3 separate regions of the Zea mays genome follow, and regions 1 and 3 are each linked to region 2. Evidence: chromatin contacts called from public Hi-C data. All regions are on one chromosome and are shown on one strand. The core of a region is the stretch at or near the end of the contact, and the rest is flanking DNA. Distances in the headings are between cores, read along the strand shown. Region 1 holds the start of LOC103641962 (calcium-binding protein PBP1). Region 2 holds the start of LOC732746 (beta-1,2-xylosyltransferase). Region 3 holds the start of LOC100384402 (P-loop containing nucleoside triphosphate hydrolase superfamily protein).

Region 1 (4,345 bases), core at 115-2,614, 160 kb after region 2:
CTAGTATCGTGAACCTGTCACTGTGTAAGGACTTGGGAGTACTCAGTAGATGTCATTTTTCGAATATTGTATATGTCCACCCTCTGTGATTTGTGGTTCAGTTTATTCGATATGGTTATTTGCCTTATGATGTTGTTGCGAAACTTAATCATTCTTTGGTTTCCATTTTCCAATCAAATAGACTCATGTGTGGGTATGTTGTACAATACCCAAGAGCGCTTTGCAGAACTTGTATGCCATTTTCATCTTATATAAAGGTACTATCCGGATATGCAGTGGGCCTTCTAGGTTTGATTGGGATGCAACAGCTAATGGTTGGATATACAAGAGGACTGGAGTGAACCTTGTGCGGCTTCTGGAGAAGGAGATTGGTGAGCTCTGTGGTACTCCAGTAGAACTTTAGTAACAGTACTGGAAATGCCACACAGCTAGGTTGTATGGAGAGCAGTGCTCTGAATGTCGAAGTGTAGTACACAAAACTTTTTTTTTGTTCTACACATTTGCACATGGTTTGGAATAAATAACTTCCCCTCTCTGGTAGCGGGGAACAGTATTATTCGGAAATGGTGGGAGTATTTTTCAGCTTTTGTAAGTACCGAATTCCGATCACTGTCAGCCTGTCAGACTACATTAGTGTTTCTGGATGCAATATCACATTGCAAGATGACCAGATATCACACTATATTCTGTTGTGCCAAGCAACAAGGATCAAATCACATCAATGCTGAAACATCATGTATGCCTCTTCTTCCATCAGGTCAGGGCTCAATCTGACCATGAGGATGCAGAACTCCATCTGATCCAGTGCCCCGTCCTCGTCCAGGTCGCCTTCTTTCATCATCTCCAGGAGCTCATCATCCTGGAGCTGGCCAAGCCCGAGCCTGGCCGCGCTCTGCTTCAAGCTCCAGATGGTGATCTTTCCTGCCCTGGGCTCCATGAGCAGCTGGAACCCCTTGCAGAGCTCCTGGATCAGGCCCTCCACGCCCAGCTTCCTCGCCATCAGTGGCAGGAAGTCCTGAAACTGCACGGAGGAGCCCTTGTCGGATTCCATGCTGGAGTTATCCCGCCCGCGAAGTCGTGATGAGGATTGAAGATCAGGGCAATGGTTGGCAAAAGTTATGCGTGCGTGGGTAACGAAGGAGGCTGGTGTTTATTTATAGCAGCAGGGGAGGAGGAAGTTCTTGGAATCGGGAGCAGTTCGTTTCTGCGAAGTAGCTGGCTGGTTGCTTGGACATGTCTATCTGGCTTCTTCCCTTTCTTTTTTACCACATAAAGACTCGTTCGGTTAGCTCTCAATCCATATAGATTAAGTGAGATTGAGTATGTTTAAATTCCAAACAAGTCAAACTTCTTCTTAATTTTTTTCAATCCTATCTAATCCATGGTAACGGGATAACCGAACAAGGCCTAAGAAAAATGGATGGATAAGGGTAGTGATTGGAAATGCTTGCTTGTATGTATGAACACAAGCAGGATCAAGGTGGAGTTGATAAATGAGCAAGAACCTGACCACACAAGAAAATAGAAGCAGGTGGCTGATGATATACTAGTTGACAAATGGGCAAGGTGGTAAGAAAATGGGAGCATCCGTGCTGCGGTTGCTGTGTCGTACCGTATGACTGCCAAAACAGACAGGAGACTAGCTATCTCCGCAGATCCACTATTCCGTCCACTATCATATCTCATACTAGCTGGATGCCCGTGCGTTGCAACAGAAATATATAATACCAGTATACTACGATAACTTATATACAAAATCTGTGTTATATTGTTATGAGAAAATGTTTCATAATCAATTTGTGATCCTAGCCATACATAAATTTTGTTATTTTAATCTAGTTATTTCACCACTACATTGCAACCATCAGTATCATACAGACTTCGATATATGCCACGATTTGTATGGTCTCATCATTGGAGAGCACGAGCACGTTCCACACATGCCGGAAAAATTCCCTCGTACATCGTTAGTCATCAGACACGTACCACCATATGCTCTTGCTTAAACAAAAAGGTAAGTGCGTATGTGTTCGCGAAGAGAATTAAAGGCAGGCCGGCACAAAAGCTACCCTGACGGTGGCGAGAATGACGAACTGGTCACTGTTGTCGATCCTCCTCTGTGTCACCTCCGGCGTCAAGATGACGCCACAATCCTCGATATAGTAGTTGTCGAACGCACGTGACATGACGAGTACCGATGACTCTTAGTTCGGTTGCCAAACGAAGTGCACCCCGTGCTCATCAGCGAGGTAGTACCCCTGGCCGTTGCACCACCGAATGCGCTATTCCACTACATACATCATGTTCGAGGACACTCACACAACGTTAGCAACGTCCATCGTCCCAGCGCACAAGAATTCATGTCCGGCCAGTAGCGACTTACGTGGCAGGTTAGGCTTCAGGTGGACGATGAGCTGGACGGCGTGATGGCGTCGTCGTCGGATGCGGTGTCTAGAACAACCCGAGAGTCGTCAACGTTGGCGACAACCATGAGGCCCCCCTGCTTAACGATGAACAGCGCGGTGCAGCTGCTCTGGACCGCGTCCAAGCGGCGGCTTCGCGGGAGCTTGTCATACACAGCGGCGCATGCGACCACGTAAGACTGCTTTTAGAGGTCGAACTGACAGTCGTCAAACTTCTTCTCGTCATCGATGAGCGACGACAACGCGAATGCCTCCTGCTCATGGAGTTTGTTCGGGGTTTGAAGTAGGAAACATGGATTCATGCTTGGCGTTGGTTTATGAAAATGACTCACAAGTCTGATCCATGGGAAAAAATATTACGAAGAAAAAATTTCACACATGCAAAAAAGGGAATTTAAGTATGATGCATTATTCAAACAAAAGAAATAGCATGCAAAGCTCTTCTTTAAATAATATTACCTCCATCCAAAAATATAATTCAAGAATATCGGTGATACTTATCTACTACTACGCATTGTGCAATGGTAGTAAGTGAGCTTGGAGAGAGATGTAGTAGATGTGTTTCCTGTCATAGATGTAGACATAAACACATATAGGTGGGTGCCCGTGCGTTGCAACGGAAACATTTAATATCATGATAACTTATGAACAAATGTGTGTTATACTGTTATGTGAAAATGTTTCGTAATTAATTTGTGATCCTAGCCATACATAAATTTTGTTATTTCAATCTAACTATTTCATCACTACATTGCAACCAAAAGTACCGTGCAGACTTTTATACATGATAGCTGAATGCCCGTGCGTTGCAACGGGAATATATAATACCAGTATACTACGATAACTTATATACAAAATATGTGTTATACCGTTATGAGAAAATGTTTCAAAATCAATTTGTGGTTCTGGCCATACATAAATTTTGTTATTTATAATCTATCTGTTTCACCACTATATTGCAACCATCAGTATCATACAAACTTTGATATATATCACGATTTGTATGGTCTCATTATTGGAGAGCACGTTTCACACATACCGGAAGAAATTCTCTCGTACATCGTTAGTCATTGGACACGTACCACCATACGCTTTTGCTTAAACAAAAAGGTAAGTGTGTGTTTGCAAGACTAATGGTCAAACATCGTATAACCACAAAGTTATAATACTATATTAATATATTAAATAAATTAATCCAATAGACATAGATTAACCCAATTAACATAGGATAAATAAATATCTAATTATAAAAGTATGAAACATGGTATAATCAATGTTGTTACTGCGTAGTAAATATTCATACGAGACTAACACAACTGGAACGATTCAATTTGGAATTAAAATGGAGAAGTTACGAATTTCCAAAGTTTCTATGTATTTGATATAGGATTAATTAGGAAATCAATTTTATTGTTGTTTTCATGACAAAACAGAGGTATTATGTGATAAAAATAATATTATAGAATTATAGAAATTGGAATGAACTCATTTAGATTTAATATGGAATTTCCAGGAATTAAATGGGTTTCTGCAATTATTTTTAAACTAAAAATCAATTTCTAAACTCCTTTTCCCTATTTTCTTTATTTCCTGGACTTCGTCCCAAATTCCAGAAAAACCAGGGACCAAGCTATAAATGTTTTTCTAGACTCAGTGAGCATACAGAGTGAACGATGGGTTAAACACAAAAGACGTTTTAGTTGAAGTTGTACATAATTGAACATGAGTCATGTTGGCTAGAGGGTGGAAGGCTAGGCATTCTGCTCAATAGATCCAAGGTTCGATCCTAGGCAGCCACAGTGTGCGGGATTGGACGGCTGAGATTGTAGAACGGTAGAATGGACGGCTGTGATCGCTTTCTGCGCGCGGAAAACTAGTGCTCTAATAAGTAGTAGAGAAAAATAATATTATAGAATTATAGA
Region 2 (4,053 bases), core at 138-2,637:
GATTCATAATAAAAACCAACATAAATAAGTTATTTTATGTCGGCTATAACTTAACCGACATAAATAATTAATTATTTATATATAAAGTTCATGCGTAAATAAAATTATTTACGTAGGTGGAAAGAAATCGATGTAGATTAGGCTTTGAGTTACATTTGTTGTTATAACTGACGTATATTAGTCATAAACCCTTTTCTAACTATTCCCTCACTTCTACGCCACTTCTGCTTTTCTTGTCATTTTGTCGTAGCAGGTGTTGCATGCTCGCCCCCTCCACCCATAGCCATCTCCTTGCCGCGCCCACCACCGTCTTCTCGTCGCCGCCCCCTGCTCGCCACCACCGTTCGGTCGCTCTCGTCTCAGTCGCCTCTGCCTGCTCACCCCCACACGTGTTCGCATCCACCGGATTCTATTGGCCACGCTGGTTGCAGATTGTAGCACACACAAGTGAAAGGTAGGTAACACATCGGACACAAGGTGAAACACCACTGACTTTCTCCTTCCCTCCTCTCTATTACTCTTCCTAATTCTGATGGTGATGGTTAAAAGAACCGACATAAATAAGATAATGTTATTTATGTCGGTTAGGCAACAACCGACGTAAATAAGACACCGTCATTACGTCAGCCATACAACAACCAACGTAAATAAGTAATTTACGCTTGCCGATTGTAGCCGACGTAAATAAGTCTATTTACAACGCTTTATTAGTTATGGCCTGTAACCAATGTAAATAAAAATAAAAATCAATATAAATAACTATTTATGATGGTTTACCTTATTTATGATGGTTTTTAGCCATAGATTAGTTAGATTCGGGTAGTGTGTGACTCACCGGCATCTCGTCGCCTAGGATACTAGTTATTAACGACCAATGTGGGGCTCAGACAGGGGCAGAGAGGCCATTATGGCTAAGAATAATCTAAATCACACCTAACTAAGAAAGCATTTACTTGAGAAAGATGATAATGGTTACAAATCTTATAATTTATAACTCACATTTCAAATATTAAAAAGGCATTTCAGAAGAAGGATAGATAAATACAATTACCTAGATCTCCAAGACTTATATAGCAAAATTATTTGTATTATATATTATCGTACATGTTTCTTAGAAATTTATTCATGTTTTAGACAATATTCCCTTCTATATATATATATGTTGTATATTTTTATTCTATAATTTAAATGGTTGTGTGTTAAATATTATAAGGTATAGAGTTATATCTAAATTTTTCTAGGTCATCCGCCACTGTACTCAAACAACAGAGAATTTTAGAGATGGTCGGCCGGCACCGGCACTGATTGAGTCGCACCTTGGCCATGTCAGGCACGCCGCGCTGCAATTGCTGCCTGCATAGCTCATCTCGCCAATTGCGAGCACCATGTCCCGCCTCGGTCGTCCAGCGGATGCCAGTCATCCCACCCCAACTACAACGTGACGATTCCACCGGCGGCCTCCGGCCGCCTCGGCGAGATCGCCGACGTCTCCCTCGTTGCAGGGGAGAAGACGAGGAGTGAGGGTCAGGGACAGAGCATGTGGACCGTCCATAGTACAACGACTTGACACGACAACCGTCCGATCCGACCAACCAAACACACCGGCTACTTTCCCCGCCGCGATCTGGGCATGCCCAGTGTCCCTCGCGGCGACACCCCTCGATCTGCGCGAGAGTGCGAGACCACAGCGGCTCGCCGGCGGCGATGATGGCTGGCAGAGCTCATGGCCACAGAAACCGCCTCCGCCGCCTCATCCCGCGGCTCCTCCTCCTCCTCGTCGCCGTCTACGCCGCCTCCTTCGCGATCTACCTCCTCCTCCAGTCCCATTCCCACCACCAGTCGCCGCCGGACCCCACCCCCAGGACTGAAGCCCGTGACGGTGTCCTGGCGCCGTCGTCCTCGCAGAAGCCGTGGCCGCGCCTCCCCTCCTTCCTGCCCTGGGTGTCCAGCGCCGTGCCGCCGCCGCCGCTGCACACCTGCGAGGCCTACTTCGGCAACGGCTTCTCCCGCCGCGTGGACGTCCTGCCCGCGGGCCGCGGCAGCGGCGGCGGCGGCTGGTTCCGGTGCCACCACAGCGAGACGCTGGGAAGCTCGATCTGCGAGGGCGCCAGGGTTCGGCTTGACCCGGCGCTCATCGCGATGTCGCGCGGCGGGGAGCCGCTGGAGCAGGTGATGGGCCGCGCCGAGGAGGAGGAGCTACCCAAGTACGAGCCCGGCGCGCTGCAGGTGGAGGGGCCGGCGGCGGGTATGCCGGTGCCCCTGGTGGACGCAGGGTTCCTCAACGACTACGTACCCACCGGCGGGATCGGGATGCACACTATGAGGGCGCTGCTCGAGTCGACGCGCGTTGTGCCACCCGGTGAGCTGCACTGCTCCCAGGTACTGTTTGCCTTGCTATCTACTAGCAGAGTAGCAGTTGACTTGCTCATTGATGACAAGTGGTTTGTTAATTAATTTCTGAAATCCAGTAATTAGGAAGAGTAGAGTCAGCTCAGTGTTCGAATAGGAGTATTTAATGAAAGTCTGTTTGATCCAGCCCTCATGCTGGATATACTGAGCCATCGTATGGATATTTGTTTGTGTTTTAAGAAGACTACGAGAAGAAATAGGATCTAAGAATGATGTCTGCGTCCAATTTATATCCAAAATAGAACATCGTGGGAGTATAGTACTAGTAGTATATAGACTCTGTTTTTGGTTATTTGGTTTCGTATGAATTTGTTCAATTAATGCTGCAGTTATCTGGTGATTCTATCATATAATTATTTCAGTTACTTTGAATGTGAGTTGATTGCAATGTTCCAGTTTTGTCAGAATAGCTAGATATATATTCTATCTGTATCATTGAACAAAATGAGCGTCCTTGGTCATACCTTTCTGAGACTCAAAAGTGTAGCTTTTTAGGCTCTTATTGGATTAGAGGTTTCTCATGCAATTTTTTATTTATGTTTCTTCTTACATTCCTTCATCTCTGGAATTCAGTACTCCCTTCTTAACTGTATTATCAAACTTGTTATTGCAGTGGGTTGAAGAACCGACACTTCTGGTCACTCGTTTCGAATATGCGAACCTTTTCCACACAATTACGGACTGGTACAGTGCATATGTTAGTTCCAGAGTCACGAATTTACCAAACCGTCCTAATGTTGTATTCTTGGATGGCCATTGCAAGGTATGTGATGCGCTGTGTACTTTGTTACTGGTTCACTTCATTCTGTTTGTTGCTTGAGTTATGAGCAACAAGTCTGTTTCTTCAGCTATTACTGGGGTAAACAACAGGCGGTCACATTTTTGTATGCTTGATCTTTTGTTTGTATCGTGCAATGATAACACAGCATAGTGATCTTCCTGTTTTTTCCTCATTTATTCTGCCATATTTTCCTCATGTTTGGAGAACAATTGCAATCAGAAGCAGTTCTTGATTGTAACCCGATCTGTCAGTTTCTTTGTTCTACATTTTAGTCAAATAGCGCCCCCTGTTATATTTTTGGCAGCTAGCCTTGATGCTTCATCCATTTTTTTTGTTTTTTTTGCATTGTACCCATCCTTGAATGTATGCCTGGCTTCCAGATTATATTTTTCCTCCATTATGCCATTTTATTTCAGATTTAGCATGACTTAATATGATATTCTATTGCTAGGTAGCAGCCAACTTATTTATTTATACAATGATTTGTGTTTCTTTTCCCTCTCTTGAATATTCTTGTCAAGTGACAGATGTGATCTGATTTCCACAGGCACAATTAGAGGAAACATGGGAAGCACTTTTCTCAAGTGTGACATATGCTAAGAACTTCACTGTTCCTGTTTGTTTCCGACATGCCATTCTTTCACCATTGGGCTATGAGACTGCCATGTTTAAGGGTCTTAGCGAGAGCTTCAGCTGTGAAGGTGCCTCCGTAGATTCACTCCGAGAAAAACCAGACTATGAAAAAACTGCACGGTTATCTGAATTCGGGGAAATGATTGTAGCTTCTTTTGATCTTCTGCAGGATGACATCATGTCATCCAAAAAATCGAATGGACTCAATGTTCTCTTTGTTCGACGAGAAG
Region 3 (4,466 bases), core at 1,109-3,608, 220 kb after region 2:
AACAGTACGTACCATTATCTCGCGATGATCGACTTGCTGCGCCACGAAGCCATGGGGGAGGAACGGCGTAGGATCAACTCTGCGAAAAGCCATTTCTTTAGCAGCACCAAGAATGCTGGAGGACGAAGGTGGCGGAGGTCCCACACTCGTAAGGGAGCACGACGACGACGGAGTCTTCCAGGGCAGCGGCGCGGAGTGGGGTTTTGTGAACAGTGCAAGTTCCGTGGAAGGCGAAGCGTCGGCACTCGAAAGAACCGCCTGAGAGAACTCACCAAAGTTGTTAAAAGTGGGCGGGTGAGGGGGCCCACCTGTAAGCGAGAGAAGGGGAGGCTGAAACCATAAGCGCGGAGGAAACCCCCAGGAGGCCTTCGCGAACTTATCGGGAAAAGAGACAACCGGTCGATTGCACTTCTGACCCGATATACCAAATATTTGAGAATTATTTCCAGAGAGAGAAAGATCCCGAAAAAACCGGTCACCCGACGCCGCAGGGACAGAAGAGCCATTAATGCCGGGGGCAGAATCCTGTCCAAAATTCTCCGGGCACTGTTCCAAAATCTTCTTGGGCCTCCAAACCAACATCCGCGGGGCCCATGGGGGAACGTGAGGGGTCTCTGGCTTAGACCGAAATCCTGAGCGAACCATGCGGCCAACTCTGCGATTTGAATAATTTTGAAAATGCGGACGATTACGGACAGAGCGGCGGGAGAAGGAAATCCGATCAAAAACCGAACGCCGCTGCATCTGCATCAAACTTTCGGGGGCACGAACAGACCTCTGTCGATGTCCTAAAGGAACCAAATTTGCACCTGTCAGAGCTGGATTACGAGACATATTCACATTCGGGGCCGGAGAAGAACGGCGATGAGAAACCAGTTTCCAGGAATTGGATTCCTCCGCAGAATAACGTTGCCACTCAATAAACTAATTAGGGCCGCCAGAATTCCACAGGTGCAGGTACGCCTTGATTACGGAGCAAGAGTAGGAGCGAAGATGATAAACTGCAAAACCAACAACTTTGCAAGAGATCGAAAAGCGAAACACTCGGTCCGCCAACTGAGAAACTCTGAATAAACCAGCCTCGCCACCAACAAACGATTGAAGCAGAAGGCCCACAGAATCCGGGCACAAACGCATGGAGCATCTGCCAAAGGAGACGACCAAAAAGAACTCATGACGATCAAATTTAACCGGGATGGGGTTGATCGGACGGTTAAACTTGTTGAAAATCCAATCCTGAAAGCGGAGACCGTCGGAGAAATCCAAGGACGAAGCAGACGAACCCACCAGGGGGCCCCCATGGCCACGAGCAGGGGGCGCCAAGGGATGGCGCGCCGAAAGACGCCGGGGGCGACCAGCGCTAAGACCACATCGTCTTCAAGGTTAAGAGTTTTTTATAGGAGAAATTTTGAGGACACCGCTGCAGACAATCCTATCCTCTATTTTATTGATCAGACAATGTTACACTTACGTGGACTAAAGGAGCCACACGTAAATCTGGTATTAAAGAACTACACTCTAGCATCTACTCTCTACTACTCCAACCACCCTGAAATATAATGCATCTTTATTCTTTCAAGTAAAAACTGATCTTAATTACATTCGAAGAGGTTTATAAATAAACGTACTAGCATGTATCACATGAAAAGTGGTAGGCTACTTCCTCATCCACAACCTGGTTTCTGATCACCTTGCATCCATGGATACGTTTTCAAGTTCGAACTAGGCTGTGTGTCCCCATAATGGGTACCGAAGATAAGATAACCACTAAGATACGTGCATACACACTGATCTTTATCGAGAAGATGTACCACATGAGGTCTACATATATAAGCATCATTATGAAAATATGGACCGAAAGGATCATCAAAGTCCGTCCGCAGTGGATCGTGATCGTGTATATAATTGTACAAAATATTGTTTTGCATTATAAATTATACGGTAAAGTTTGAAATAGGAGATATTATATAGATTGATGTTATATTTAATACTACATTATTTATAAGATGAAGTTTGAAATATGAGGTGGTATATTGATCGTTGTCGTTGTTATCCATTCAATTCAAAGGGTTACATGTGGTCGAGGTTCCGGACAATGTGGCCAAGAAAATGTCTCACGTTCATATGTAAACTTTGCACACTTCATCACTGACTGATGTAGGTGACGACCGATGAACTGTTCCGATCGCTTCGCGCGTCATCGCGCTCCGTTTTGTGGTTTTGCTTTTGCCCCCATCCCGTCAGCCACGACCACGTAAGGACAAACGCGAACGGAACCCTCCCCAGCAGATGAGCGGAGTAGGTGGGCGGGGTTCTCCTCCACTCCCGCTCCAGCTTTCTCTGGCCCGATCGATGCTACATTCCCGCGGCGAGCCGCTCGCCTTCCTCCGCGGGCCTTGGGCTACCCAACCCATCGCCGAGCCGCCTCGCGCGGTCCCCCCTCCATCTTTGCCCGGCTCTCTCGCCTCGGAGGACGGACAGAGAAAGAGAGGATGAGAAGGGACTCCTCGACCCGCGTCCCGCGCTCGGGCTATTGGACCGAGGGGTTGCGGTGGATTTGGAGCGCGGGGTGGACTCGTCGCTGATGGTATTCTCCGATGCAAGAGGCAGGGAGAGAGCGGGACAGGGCGGCGGCGGCGGCGGATCTCGGAGGCGTCGCCGCTAGCGTCAGGCCAACGGTATCTCTGCCCCCCGCTGTCGGTCTTCTGTTTCCCCGTCGTTGTTTGTGGTTAGGAGACCATTACCAGCTAGCAGTAGCCACCCGCGCTAGCATCCTGCTAATTGTTCTAACGAGACGCGCGAAAGGATCTCAAGAATTACTTTGCCGTTCCATGTTCCTGTTGATTTATCTGCCTGAATTAGAAACGAGACCAAATTTGATTGCTGTGAGCGAATCCCCAAATGATAATTCATTGTCCCTTCACGTGGCATTTCATGAAATGTCAGTGTCCTTTTTTTTTCAATTGCAGGATACAGCAGCTGTAAGCACAAAGCCGGCAAAGCGATACCCACTGGCCTTATGGATAGGCATATTGGGCCTGATAATGTTAGTCGCTGTGTACATCTTCTCGTTGTCTCTAAAGCAAAATGGGATGCTTTTCGGGCTGATGCAGACAAATTTGATAGAAAAGGAAAGGGAGAAGCCTTGTCATGATCCCAGTATTCCAGACACAGAAATCCCTTACTTGCACTACCCGATGCCAAATACTTATGATAGGTAATGAAGATATATACTGGGTCATGTGATTTTCCTTTTTCTATTTATTTCCAGGTTAGTGTCTGACTTGCATGTTCTTTGTCTGTTAGGAAAGAATGTGCGTGCACAGGGGTTAGGTTCTTTGCTATCTTGTCAATGCAGAGGTCCGGGAGTGGATGGGTTGAGACGTTGTTGAATAGCCATCCTAATATTAGCTCCAATGGAGAGATCTTCTCTGTCAAAGAAAGACGCAGCAATATCACCGCGATCACGAAAACACTGGACAGATTGTACAATCTGGATTGGTATAGCAGTGCTGCTAAGAACGAATGTACGGCTGCCGTGGGGCTGAAATGGATGCTCAATCAGGTAATTCTTGTATTCATCACACTCGCAGGTGGAGCAAAAACTTGCTCACGTGATAATTTGATTTCACAGAACATTTTTCATCTTGGTTATTTATACTCTAAAACCATTCTTCGAGAATAGTTTTATATTGTGGAACAAATTGTATTTACTGTTACATTTTTCCTTTTTGAAACTTAATCGAATATACCATGATTATCTTGCAATTCCAACATAGTTCCGTTTCTTATAACATACCTGTGTGTTTCCTTAAGTGGAACTTTGTTTGATTACTTATGGACTATCTGAAAACCGAGGAAATAAGACTATCAAGTTTTGATGCACTGTCTCCATCAAGATTGCCAATTTTATTTACATGGAAAATTGCTTGCCTGCAAGTGTTAAACGATCTGTTAAAATACTATAGGGAGCGGAGCTAAACTAAATAAACAATGATTTTATCATCTCTCCATCATTACCCCCCCCCCCCCCTCCGGTTTCAAAACTTGTTTGCTTGAACTTTACACAGATGATTGTTGTACTGAAGGTGTTTATTCTAGATAATGGGTACTGATAGATACGACCCTTTGTGTTCTATAGAAACTTCTGCCACAAAGTTATAGATCAGGTTGAAGGACTCATTATCTAGGGTGATTCTTGGTATATATGCTTATTTCAAAAGATCTACTGATTTCATGATTTGCACATAGAACTATTCTTTGTATCACGATTGTTTGTGCGGCTAATTTCCAAAGATATATTCAGCTTCCTTGATCTGTTTTATCTAGTGATATGCTTATTCTAGTGAAAATTATAGGGTCTAATGAAGCACCATCAAGAGATAGTTGAATACTTCAACCGAAGGGGTGTTTCCGCAATTTTTCTACTAAGAAGAAATCTTCTTCGGCGTTACGTCTCTATATTA

The links. Hi-C and Micro-C count contacts between places; a contact is called where the count stands out from the background.
Region 1: a Hi-C map of ear shows a contact between it and region 2, with 2.3 times the contacts expected there. The contact joins the promoter of LOC103641962 here to the promoter of LOC732746 in region 2. A contact is called at or near these places in 2 of 25 Hi-C or Micro-C datasets (ear and tassel).
Region 3: a contact with region 2 is called in a Hi-C map of ear, with 3 times the contacts expected there. The contact joins the promoter of LOC100384402 here to the promoter of LOC732746 in region 2. A contact is called at or near these places in 2 of 25 Hi-C or Micro-C datasets (ear and endosperm).

Annotation. Positions count from the first base shown.
Region 1 is chr1:191,511,741-191,516,085 of Zm-B73-REFERENCE-NAM-5.0, forward strand. LOC103641962 (calcium-binding protein PBP1) reads right to left here and starts at 1,365. Exons shown (of 1, transcript XM_008665263.4): 1 at 359-1,365. The coding sequence starts at 1,051. The coding sequence ends at 719. It overlaps LOC100279847 (frataxin), which reads left to right. Exons shown (of 5, transcript NM_001152800.1): 5 at 277-563. The coding sequence ends at 403.
Region 2 is chr1:191,354,800-191,358,852 of Zm-B73-REFERENCE-NAM-5.0, forward strand. It overlaps LOC732746 (beta-1,2-xylosyltransferase), which reads left to right and starts at 1,388. Exons shown (of 3, transcript NM_001112375.2): 1 at 1,388-2,379; 2 at 3,023-3,172; 3 at 3,738-4,053. The coding sequence starts at 1,705.
Region 3 is chr1:191,569,478-191,573,943 of Zm-B73-REFERENCE-NAM-5.0, forward strand. LOC100384402 (P-loop containing nucleoside triphosphate hydrolase superfamily protein) reads left to right here and starts at 2,359. Exons shown (of 5, transcript NM_001176944.1): 1 at 2,359-3,217; 2 at 3,312-3,565; 3 at 4,359-4,466. The coding sequence starts at 3,151.